Regions from separate parts of the Mus musculus genome. Here region 1 is linked to region 2. A link is a contact called in public HiChIP or PLAC-seq data. All regions are on one chromosome and are shown on one strand. The core of a region is the stretch at or near the end of the contact, and the rest is flanking DNA. Distances in the headings are between cores, read along the strand shown. Region 1 has its middle 15 kb from the start of Gm40716. Region 2 holds the start of Mex3d (mex3 RNA binding family member D).

Region 1 (5,847 bases), core at 927-3,426, 74 kb before region 2:
TTTCTCCCTGGTTTCCTGATGTTATTTACTCTTCCTGACTATTCCTGTAGCAACATCAGCACTTTAGGGGACAGATTCATGGATAGGAGTGGCCCCTGTATCTTGATATGCAGAATTCCCACTCCTGTTACTTCTAAACTATTCTGGAATTGTCCTCTGTGCCAATTCTTTTTCATACTTTATGTTAATTTTCTTTTTTTTTTTTTTCCGAGACAGGCTGGCCTCGAACTCAGAAATCCACCTGCCTCTGCCTCCCAAGTACTGGTATTAAAGGTGTGCACCACCACACCCGGCTTTATGTTAATTTCTAATTAGCAGATCTGTGTTCCTCTAAGACAGTATCTTCCTTCTGCAACCTAGTTTAGCCTGGAACCCAGAGTAATCCTCCTGCTGCAACTTCTCAAATTTTGAGATGACTCACGCATATCACTGTGTTTTGCTAACATATTTGTAAGCTGATATATCATTTTTAATCAAATAATTTCTTCTATGATATCGAGTTCTATGTGTTATATTTCAGTATGGAGCATTCCACTGCTGAGCCACAAATATTCCAGTCCTACTGATCTTAAGTGTTCTTTCCATACTGAGAAACAGTCCTTTATCAAAACTGTTACACACACACACACACACACACACACACACACACACACACTTTTTATTTCACAATAATATACTTTAAAAAAGAGTTGTGAAGACAATAGAGGGATTCTATCCATCTCCTACCTTTCTGCCCTCCACCACCGACCCATCTATCCACCTACCCACCCATCCATCTACCCATCCACCCACTCATCTATCCACCTATCCATCCATCCATCCATCCATCCATCTATCCATCCATCCATCCATCCACTTTTCCTCATATTTCTGTCTATGTCTGTGAAACAATCGACCCAGATTATTTTACCCCTGACCTCCACTGAGGATGATGGGAAGAGACCCTAGGTCCTCTGCCATGTGCTCTGGAGGCTCCAAGTGCCTGTGATAAGCAGAAATGGGCCCCGATGTGATGGCTGTCACAGAGCAGCAGAGTCTGTCACCCCACTAGTAGGAGCTCTGCTTTTTGGAACCAAGGATCCAACCTGATATTTCACTGCAAGCAAGTTCAAGCTCTATGTTGCTTTAAAACAGACATTTTCAGTCACGTGTGGAGCACACACCTGTCACCTCAGCATTTGAAGGCTGATGCAGGAAGATCTTGTATTCTAGGATAGACTGAACTACAGGGTTAGCGCTGTCTCAAAAACAAAATCTGGGCTTGGAGGGCTACAACGTGCCTGTAATTCTAGCCACTTGGGAGGTGGAGGCAGGACAGTGGCTGTGAGTTGGGGTCTAGCCTGGTTGGTTCCAGACTGCCCTATGTGACTAACCCCTTAAAAAATCAAAAATAAAAGCAAATCTATTTTTCAGATGTACTCAGGGTGGTTTGTCAGCAAGTGCCCTGGTGACTTGTGATGGGGGATGGCAAACTGGAGGCTGCGTGAGTGTATCTGAGAGGGGTGAGGGCTCAAAGGACAGACAAGGTGTCAGTCACCATGGTGAAGACCTGGGTTCCAGGCCTCATGCTGAGCACCCACCAGACAGCTCAACCTCATGGGATCCCCAGCTTCAGTGAAGCATTATGTCTTCAAAAGCAAGGAAGGGGTGGCAAGAGGGCACAGCAGGGGCTTGCAGCCAATCCTGGCCACCTGAGTTCAATCCCCAAGACTCCAAGACTGAAGGAGAGCACCAACCATGGGCAAACTACCCTTTCATCTCTCTCTCTCTCTCTCTCTCTCTCTCACACACACACACACACACACACACACACACACACACAAAACACAATAAATAAATGTAATTTTTATAGTAAAAAACTCAAAACTAGGAGCAACAGAAACACTCATGACATCACCTCTGGCTTCCATTCACATGAACATTCTCACAAAATAAAATCAAACGGAGACAGCACTTACTTGCAAGCGTGCCCCTTGGGGCTTTGACTGGACTCTCTGGCCTCATGGGTTTTGCTCAATGAGATACATTGGGGTTCAGTCCAAAGGATCCCCCTGGACACACTGTTCTATCAGCAGTTCTATAGAGCCTCACCCCTCGCTCCAGGCAGAGTCTCCTGTTAGCCCCGGTCTCTCTAGATGGCCATCTACTTCACTGTGGGTTCCTCAGACCACAGACTGGTGCAGCCAAAACCACAGAGCAGGGATTCCCGGGAAGCCAAGACCATGAGGTAACAGATGGGTCTTCATGGATGCGAACCCGGAAGAACCCCTACCACAGGGGCCTTCATTTCCCTCAGCTTCGGGGCTTCCTGCCTGCCAGGGGGGTCCCTCACCTCCTGAGCCTCAGCCCTCGGGAGGAATTTTCTAGAGATCTCAGCTTCTCCTTCAGGGTCCAAGAAGCACAAGGAAGAAGACAGACTCGGCTGGTCCCTGAGCAGTGCTGAATACCTGAAACCTCAGTATTTGGAAGGCTAATGCAGGGGAATTGCTGTGAGTTCCAAGGCCATTCTGGGCTACAGAGTGAGCCCATGCCTCTGCAAACCAAAACAACAAAAGACAGGAAAGAGGGGAAAAAATGAGCCAGAAAGATACACAGTGAAGGGGGGAGGGAGGGAGAAGCCGGGAGAACCTTCCAGAACTCTCAGAAGCCAGACACCCTGTGTGGGCAGCCTGCAGTTGATCTGGCCACAGCACATTTGCCTGACCAGCTACTGATCTGCTGTGGCCGAGGTGGAGTACCACTGGGACGGGCCACGCAGCACTGGCCTCAGGTTCTCCCCACCTGCGGATATTTCTGTCTCTGTGATCTGTGATCCTCTGGGAATTGCCACCACTCAGAGAACACAGCCCTGTCAGCATGCTGGGTTGCTCCCAGTCTCTACCCCAACCTCTCTGATCACCCAAAAGAAGCCTCAGAGACTCCACTCTGACAGGATGTAGGGATAGAGGAATGCAGCTCCCAGTGGGATATGTTTGTCCTGGGACTTGAAAGCCTGGGACTTACCCTGGGTCTGTCTAGGGCAAGCTCAGTCCTCAGAACCAGACAGAACTGGATCCCAAGCCTACCTAGCTTGCCCTGGTCAAGCTTCATGTTCAGTCATGTGAAAGGGGACAGTCCCCATGCCCTGTGCCTTGGCAGGAGGCTGCTAGTTTGGCATACACCGACTGCACTGACCCTAGTCCAGGCCTTCCCACATCTTTGTATAACAGACCCATGTCCCTGAAGAGGGTCCAAGGGTTAAAAGTGAAGGAGACCGGTGTCTCCAGGTCTAGAATGCTGAGTCAGCTTGTTTGTTGGGCCCAGCTCAGAAGAGAACCTGCTATACACCACGTGGCACGTCTGGATTATTTTGTAAATGAGATCTCTGAACTGAGTAACTACAAACCCCTTCCCCACCATTAGCACCAGGTGCAACCGTGCGCCCTGTTATCTCAGTACTCAGAGGCTGAGGCAGGGCAGTCTCAGAGATAGAGGCCAGTCTGAGCTACAGAGTTAGGTCCTGGGTCAAACAACATCAATAATATATTTTTAAAAATAAGAGGCTTGCTGGACATGGTGGTGCACACCTTTAGTCCCAGCACTTGGGAGGCAGAGGCAGGTGGATCTCTGTGAGTTCAAGGCCAGCCTGGTCTACAGAGTGAGTTCCAGGACAACCAGGACTACACAGAAAAACAGTGTCTCAAAAAAAAAAAAAAAAAAAAGCAAAGGGAGGGTGGGTGGAGGCTCAGCAGAGGTGAAGGCAGGAGGCGAAGGCTTGCCTTTCGAGCAGGAAGACCCTGATCCACACCTGGCACCAGCTGCACATGTGGTGAGTGCCTGCCATCCCAGCACTGGGAAGACAGGAGCAGAAGGATCACCACGGGCCCTGCCAGCCATCTGAGCTGAGCTCCAGGCCAGTGAGAGCCTCTGGCTCCAAAACAAGTCAGAGCAGGAGGACACATGGCGTTGGCCTCCACCCACGCACATAAAAACACGGGGACACGGGCATGAACATGTACACACATGTGCACACATGTGCGCGCGCGCACACACACACACACACACACACACACACACACACACACACAAATCAAACAGCATATTGAATGATTAAGGCTTCACCCCTGACTCAAACAGGCTGGAGCGTTAGGGAGGTGACACAGAGGGACTACAGGATGCTATCCATGCTACTGGGTGCCACTGGCCAACCTCATGATCTGTGTCCAGAGCTGGCCTGAAGTGGCCAAGGCTTCTCCACCCCCAGCCACCCCCAGGATCACAGGACTTGGCTCCTGGCCACCCCCGGGGCGCTTCTTGGCAGCTATCTGGCCAACTGTCACCTCCATCAATGCGTAAAAGCCATCAGGCCCTACTTCCCAGACCCTGGTCATAAAGAACCAACTCCCTGGGGTCCCAGCCGAAGGGGATGAGCCACATCCCTCACAGTGTCTCCTCCAGCACTGTCCCCAGTGCCCTGCCCGTCCGCTCCGCTCCCAGCCTCATCCCGGATCGATTTTATGAAGGTACCTGAGGGTTCGTCAATGTTTCCGGCAGTTATACACCCCTGTTTAAAAATTCTTAATTAAGCAGGGTTTTTTTTTTCTGTTTACACTCCAACTAATTACGCTTTTAAAACCAACAATAAAACATTAAGTCCCTGCTATTAAAGGCCTCAATGTGGGCCTGCGGAGCAGCCCGTCTGGGCAATTTAGGAACTGGCCACTTCCATGGGAGATAGGATGGCCTGCTGGCATGGGCGGGTGCCCAGCGTCCCTCAAGAGGGTTCCTGTGGCTTATCCGTTCCCAGGAGGGCGGGGATGGGCCTGGCTTCCGCTGGGCCCGTGCTGATGGAGTTATTGATCGGCTGGCCTGGGCTCGGCCCATCTTCCTGCCATCCTTGGAACATCACCGTCTGTGCCAGGGAGAGATAGCGTGAGTCCAGGGAGGCCCAAGAGGCCAAGAGCGGGGAGGGTCCCAGCTTGGGGATCAGGTCCCTGAGCCACACACAGATTTGCCCCAGTGAACTATGGGAATTTCTTTGGCTTTGCTGCCAGCGGGGATTTCAAAAGCCACCATTTGTGGTGTGGGCGACGGCACACTGGGTAATGTGTGAGAACCTAAGCCCAGCACAGAGGTTAAAAAGCTGGCCAATGTGTCCCTGCACACATGTAGTCCCAGAACCGAGGAGGGAAGACAGGAGGCTCCCGGGGGCTCCCAGTCTCATCCCATCTTCAGCGAAGACCCTGTCTCAAAGAATAAGGTGGAGAAGACAAAGTAGGACACCCGAAGTCCTTCTGTGGCTCCATGAGCATGGGGTACCTATTCCCACACTTACTCGTGTATGGAAGCGGGGATGACGGGACAGGTTAGTCCCAAATCTTTGAAAGACCTTTCATTCTGCCTCAGAAGAATGGGTGGGACCATTGTCTAAACAATGCCGATCTGTAGAAAGGTCTAAAACAGAGCAAGCATCCATGTCATGTGTAAGGAAAGGTTCCCTGAAATGAGTGCTGGGGAAAGCCTAGGAGTTGCAAACACTGGCCCAGAGCTGCATGTAGGCCCTGGTTTGTTGGTTTGTTTGTTTGAATAAAGTTTTATTGTTTCATGGTTGCGTTCACTTTCTTATGACGTCTACAGCGGCTCTGATGTGCTAGCTGAGACCATGTGGCCTGAAAGTATAAAGCTTACCAGACATAGAGTGGGGAGCAGATGTGGGGACACTGTGAAGGGAGACACAGACAGGAACCCAAGGGTATGGAAACTGCTAAACTCTGAGGCTATGGAGAGGAGACAGACCAGGTATTATAATTCTCACTGGAATAGAGATATCTGTGGGACCTTTGGGTCAGCTGAGCCTGTCTGGGTCAA
Region 2 (6,192 bases), core at 641-3,140:
GACCCGCTTGACTGCGTGCAGCCCAGGTTAGCCTCTGGCTTTGAATACCTGCCAAGGCTGCTGAAGTTTCTGCCAAGTCAAGGACAAGGACTGTAGCTGGGGCCCAGGGAATGGCTAGACATAGATGTTAGGAAGAGGAGTCAGTACTTCCTTTTTTTTTTTTTTCCTTTTCTCCCCGCCCTCCTGAAGCAAGGTTTCTCTTCATAGTCTTGTCTGTACTGGAATTCCCTGTGTAGACAAGGCTAGCCCCAAACTCACAGAGAAACTGCCTGTCTGCCTCCCAAGTCCTGTGCCACTAGCATCCAGCTTTGATTTAACAATAATCTAAGTATAATAATAATAGTAATTATTATTAAACTGGCTCTTAATTCACAGCCCTGGCTGACCTGGAACTTCCTGAGTAAACTAGGATGGCTTGGGACTTAGAGGTGTGAGCCATGGTACCCTACTGGCTCTTGACCTTTTATTAGGGTCAAGGTGGCTTCTGGGCAGAAGAACTAACACACTGGGGGTGTGAGGACACTCTGTGTTCCAACCTGCACTTGTGTTCATGATGGTTGTAAAAGTGACAGGAAGGCATGGATTGGGGGAGGGGCACTGTTGTGGCTAAGAACGCTGCAGAATGGAGCGGCCTCTGCCCCAGACCCTGGGACACAACTGACCTGAGGTTGCAGTCAGCTGTAGGCAAGGACCCAGACAAGGTCCATCCTGTTCCCTGTTCATGAGAAATCTCAACAGGAACTCTGAGGTATATGCAACAGCTGGGGACAGTATGGCCCTGGAGGTAGGCAGAGCCTGTGGAAGAGGCTGCCTTCCTCAGAGCCCAGCATCTCCAGTGAGGGTCGTCTCAAATGATTATGGGCAGTGTCTGCTGGGAAGCGATTCACCCCACAAGTTCTAAGTGCTTATGTCTAAGTTTGGGTGTACACAACCCCCTCCACCCCCAAGGATGAGCTGTTGGGAAAGGCTTGACTTGGGGAAAGGGACCTCTGGCTGCCCAGACACCATGCCAGGAAGGACGTGACTCGGGGAATGGGTCCCCAAGTCATTAAATGTGCTTGGGATAGAGGCGCCGTCGTCAGGAGGAGGACAGAACCAGCTGGAAGAACACAGCACAGGAGCTGGCGCCACCCTGTTACTCAGAGTGGGTTCCATGACTGAGGGTGAGGTGGGGGACCAGAGTCAGTGTGGTACCCTAAACTAGAGAGTCCCCAGGTGCACATAGGTAGAAATCCCCGGCTTCTGGAGGGCAAGGACAGCCTGGGGCAAGCCAGGTACTAGAGAATATTGCCTTTACGATGTAGTCACAGTGTAGGGGCTGATGTGAAAGAAAACACCGTGTGGCTGCGAGGTGATCCCTGCCAGAGGGTCCCCAAGGTCTCCAGGCACACGGGGAGGATTTCCCTGCTCTCGAAGAGCGAGGACTGACTAGAGAAGAAAGACACAGGAGGGGGACTCCACACTTTTGAGCACAGAGATGATTTTGTGGGATCGGGGAAGGGGAAACACAGTGTGGCCGCCAAGTGATCCCTGATAGAGGTCCCGAAGGTCCCCTGGCGGGCACTGGGAGGAGGCCGGGGAAGCCAGGGGTGATGGCGAGGGCTCCTGGAGCACACGACCCTCCCCATATCCCCGGGACGCACCAAGGTGGCTCAGAACTGCGGGCTCCGCCGACCCACCTGTGGCGCCTCCCGCACGTGCGGGCGGGCCAGGGGGAGGGGGAGAGGGAGGAGGAAGGGGAGGGTCCGCACCCTGGGCGGGGGCGGGGCAAACACGTGACTGCCGGCCCGGCCCGCGCGTGCGCAGCGGCGTTGCCCATTGTTGGCCGCGGTGACGTCGCGGGGCGGGGCCGGGGCGGGGCGGCGGGAGGGCGGAGGGAGGGAGGGCACGAGCGTCCCGTGCCACCGCCGCCGCCGCCGCCGCCGCCGCCGCCGCCTCGGCCGCCCAGGAGCCGCCGCCAGCCCTGCCACAGCGCCACCGCCCCGCAGCCCCGCGTCCCCGCAGCATCCCCGCGCCGCCGTCCCCGCCCCGCCGCTGGATGCCGGCGGCCGGCGGCCGAGCTCGCAGACGCGGAGGGCGGCGCGGGCGGCGGCGGCGGCGCGGGCCCGAGCGCTAAAGCCATGCCGGGCTCCACCGGGCAGCCCGACGCGGGCGGCGCGGGAACCGGGACCACCGCCGGCGACCCCGGGCATCCGCACCCTGCACTCGCGGGAGCCGAGGATGCCGCGCCCCGGCCGCCACCCGAGCCCGACGACGCGGCCGCTGCGCTGCGCCTGGCGCTGGACCAGCTGTCCGCGCTCGGGCTGGGGGGCGCGCGCCCCGGAGATGAAGGGATGGCGACACGCAGCGCGGACGGGGCGACAGAATGCGGAGAGGATGAGCCCGCGCCCCCCGACGAGCTCGAGGTGGCCGTGGCGCCCCCGGTGACTGGTGCGCCCTCGATGGGCGTGGGACCCTCGATGGCCCTGGCACCCTCGGTGACTTGTGCACCCTCGATGGCCCTGGCACCCTCGGTGACCAGTGCACCCTCGATGGCCCTGGCACCCTCGGTGACTTGTGCACCCTGCATGGCTGTGGCACCCTCGGTGACGGTGGCACCCTCAATGGCACTGACACCCTCGGTGACCCTGGCACCCACGATGGCCGTGGCTTCTTCGGTGGCCCCCGGCGGGCTGCCTCTTTTGGACCCCGACGTGAGCCCCCGGCCATCACCCCCAGACGTGTTCGCCAGCTTCGCGCCACACCCGGCTGCCCTGGGTCCCTCGACGCTGCTGGCTGAGCAGTTGAACGTGATCGGGAGTCGCAAGAAAAGCGTGAACATGACCGAGTGTGTGCCGGTGCCCAGCTCGGAGCATGTCGCGGAGATCGTGGGTCGTCAGGGTGAGTGGCTGCCGTCGAGGAGTGCAGGGGCGCGCTTATTCTCCTGGATAAATATTGAGGGGGGCACGTATGTATTGGTGGGAGGAAGGGACAAGCTGTGGCCCGTTCTAGCCCAGGGTGAATGTGACCAGGAGACCCCAGGGACACGCCCCGTGTGGAATCTAGGCCTCGGTGGATTTCTTGGCGCCTTTGTTCAAAGCTGCCGGCTGCTGCAGAAGTTGGGCACTGCCCAAGCTGTGGCCACAACCGCGGCCTTTGTCTGGGTTCCTAGGGACAACCACAGTCCATGTGCCATAGCTGGGGGACACCTTAGGACATAGGCCCCTTAGAAGCAGCTAGGGCTGCCCCCCACCCACCCACAGATAGGCATGGGGCGGGGCCAGCTTAGACTTGCTAGCCCAGGGAGGGTGCCCGGAGGGCAGGATTGAAGTATAGTAGTTTAGATAGAAGGTGCCTCTCTTAGCTCTCTAGCTTGGAGGTCCGGACTAGGTGCTGTCCTCTGAGAAAATGACTATAGCCCCCAGCGAACCCTGAGCTTGAGAATCTGGCATTTATAGGAGGGTCTCCTGGCTGTAGAAGCTCTCCATGGGGTTCACCCCGCCCATCTTGACAGGCTGACCCCCAGCGGTCCCAGGGTATAGGGATCTAATCTACCCAGACATGGGGGTCCCTGCGGCAGCACTGTGGAGCTGGGGAGTGTCTCTGTTGGCCGCCCCATTGTTCTCTTTGTTCGAAAGCCAGGCTGAGATTCGCACAGTGACATCAGGCCAGCCGTTGCTCATTGGCCCTTGAGCTGCTGGGGCGGGCAGGACTGTGGTGGGCAGTGCCCGGCCCTTCACACACCCACAAGCCTGGATAGTGATGACCCCCAACTTTCCCCTTCCCTCCTCACCACAGCAGCCCACTCCTCATATCCCAGCTAAGATCGGGGATCAGCCTAAGAACTTTAGGGTGGGGCTCAGGCATCCCTGGACCCTCAGGAATGGAGGAGGATGTGAGTGGTTTGAATTGCAAAGGTGACTGCCATCCTCCAACAAGCAAAGGCCACCCGTGGCCACTTCCCGAGTTCCAGGAGTATCCCCTGCTCTTCTGTCATTTATCCGTTCCATGCCTACCGAGAATGGGCGGTGCTGGGCCTAGGGGCCCTCGAGGGTGGGGACAGTCATCTGTGAGCCAGCTGTCCCTTTGTGTAGGCTCAATGCCACCTTGGGCTGGCTTCCCGCCCAATGCCATCCCCTGTAACTGTACTGGGACCAGTTTTCCAGACCTGTTCAGAGTCTGTGTGGCCAAATGAAGAAGTCAAGGATTATCATCTTTTGTCTCAAAGTCACCTGCTGCCTGCTGCCTCTTTCTGGAGGCGGAGCCCACCACAGTTCCATGTAAATGTATAGCTTAGCACTCTTTGGAGAATCAAGTCCAGGGGCGTCGGGCTCAGTCCCAGTCTGCTGTGTTACTGAGATGTGGGGTGCCATTGGTGGCCAACAGCAAGCTTGGCCTTGAGTCCCCCACTGTGCTGGGGTGACCCCTGGACACTGAGCAGATGTTCATAAGCCCTGGATTGGTGTGGTCCGCAAGTCTCAGCTCAGTAAATGGACTCAGAGCCACATGGAGGGCACCCTGGATATAGGGACAGGGCGTCAGCCTCAGGGCCCTTGCCTCTGACATCTGTGGTTCCAGCTTATCCCACCCAAGCGCATCTAGCCTAGTTGGCCATTTGTTGCCGTGATAAAACAGCAAAAGCAGCTCGGGAGGATGAGGTTTATTTTAATCTCCCAGCTACAGCCGTTGACTGAGGCTGCGCTGATGCAGAGGCTGTTGGGGGTGCTACCTACTGCTCCTCATGGTCTCTTCCACCTGCCTGCTTTCTTTGAGAACCCAGGGCCACCTTGCCCAGGGATGGCACCACCCACCAATCATGAATCACTAAAATGCCCCATAGTCATGCCCACAGGCCAGCCTAATGGACACAGATGGGAGTCCCTCTTCCCCAGTGTACCTAGGTTTGTGTCGAGTTGACACACCTCTGTCAGGTCCTTTGACCTCTTCCCTTGACTGTGTGTGCCTGGGTTCGTTCCCCCATTTTTTCCAGGGTGTTTCCCTGAGCTCATGGTTACCCATCAAAAGCCAGGTCACGTCCATGGACACATGGACCCTACCTGGCTTCCATACCTGACCTGAGCCGCAGGGAGCCAAGGCCTGCCTATCCCCTGGTACCATCCTGTTGTGTGAGCCTCAGTCTTCTTCAGATGTACAATAGACTGGAGGGTATTTTGAGCCATGCCACTGCCCTTCACTGGGGGGACCACACCTCCAGCACCTTACTGGAGGATTCTAGGCAGGAGCTCCACCCCCGAGCCACACCCCCAGGCCAGCTCTGTTGTTTGTAGCCCAGGCTGACCTCCATCTTAGGATGGTTCTGTCTTAACCTCCTGAGTGCAGAGATAGCCATGTTTGCCACATGCCCTGCCTGCTCCTTGTGTCCTCTTGGTCCTTAGGGCCCTAGCCACCAACACTACCATCAGGGGCTAAGGCTAGGTCACAGCTAGGGAGAGGCCGCCTGCTGGACTGGGAGGGGTCCTTGACCTCATTCACTGCCCCCTCCCTCCCCTCCCTCCCCCTCCCCCCCCCTTCCCAGCTAAATCCTAGGTCCCTATGTGAAACATTCGTAGACCAGGCCTCTGTCATTTAGGACCTTCCCACACCCACACACCCCCTCCTGAGCCGCATCTGCAGTGGGGCACACACTGCCTTAGGTACTGGGCTCCACCACCACACCCAATCCCTTCCTGGCTTCCAGTGGATAGGAGTAGAGGTCTGGGCAACCAGATCATGGGCAAGCCTGGTACACTTTGGGGTGTTAGTGCAGACACTTTGGATACCCTCTTGTTGTTGGGGTCCCCTGGAAGAAGGCATGTAGCCAAGCAGAGGAAGTAATCCCTCAAACACTGGTCCAGGAGACCAGAAAGTCTGGGCACGCTTGGAGTGGCCAGAGAGGTGTGACTTTCCCTAGGGGGCACTGCTGAGCCCCTGCTCTGGTCATCACGGAGTACACTCTCCAGGGTCTACTCCATTAAACCTGCTGATCCAGCAGCTTTTCTGGTGCTGTGGGCCACCTCCCCGCCACCAGGGGAGGCCCTCCCTCAGGGACACTCCTGGGACCCCGTGGGATCAAAGACTTCAGAGCCTCACTGTGACTTTCCAGGTGCCCCAGAGTTATGGTCTAGGAGTTCCCATCAAACGGAGACTGCAGCCTAGTAGCCTGAGAGGATTCCTTTGGTAAAAAATAAAAACAAAAAGCCTGTCATGGCAGGT

Evidence for each region. HiChIP or PLAC-seq counts read pairs in DNA pulled down with a chosen protein or histone mark.
Region 1: a contact with region 2 is called in an HNF4G HiChIP or PLAC-seq map of pancreatic cancer cells. The contact joins the enhancer-like site here to the promoter of Mex3d in region 2. A contact is called at or near these places in 15 of 39 promoter capture datasets (the 3T3-L1 cell line, 3T3-L1-derived adipocytes, the C10 cell line and 12 more), 3 of 15 datasets of contacts at CTCF or cohesin (CD8 T cells, the NIH/3T3 cell line and large pre-B cells), 2 of 484 Hi-C or Micro-C datasets (pro-B cells and uterus), 7 of 115 datasets of contacts at active chromatin or transcription factors (the 230-238 cell line, embryonic stem cells, pancreatic cancer cells and 1 more) and 3 of 9 other capture datasets (adipose tissue, liver and pancreatic islet).

The regions. Positions count from the first base shown.
Region 1 is chr10:80,457,885-80,463,731 of GRCm38.p6, reverse strand. No RefSeq gene overlaps it. Among named protein-coding and RNA genes, the nearest start is that of Gm40716, 15 kb to the left of the region's middle. Within about 2 kb of position 2,176, at least 11 of the 459 cell types and tissues checked have an H3K27ac peak or open chromatin away from gene starts, as enhancers often do. A contact at or near this core is called in pancreatic cancer cells, where this site is marked.
Region 2 is chr10:80,383,349-80,389,540 of GRCm38.p6, reverse strand. It overlaps Mex3d (mex3 RNA binding family member D), which reads left to right and starts at 1,890. Exons shown (of 2, transcript NM_198615.2): 1 at 1,890-2,880. The coding sequence starts at 2,121. Gm30823 (a long non-coding RNA gene) reads right to left here and starts at 1,781. Exons shown (of 3, transcript XR_380610.3): 1 at 1,644-1,781.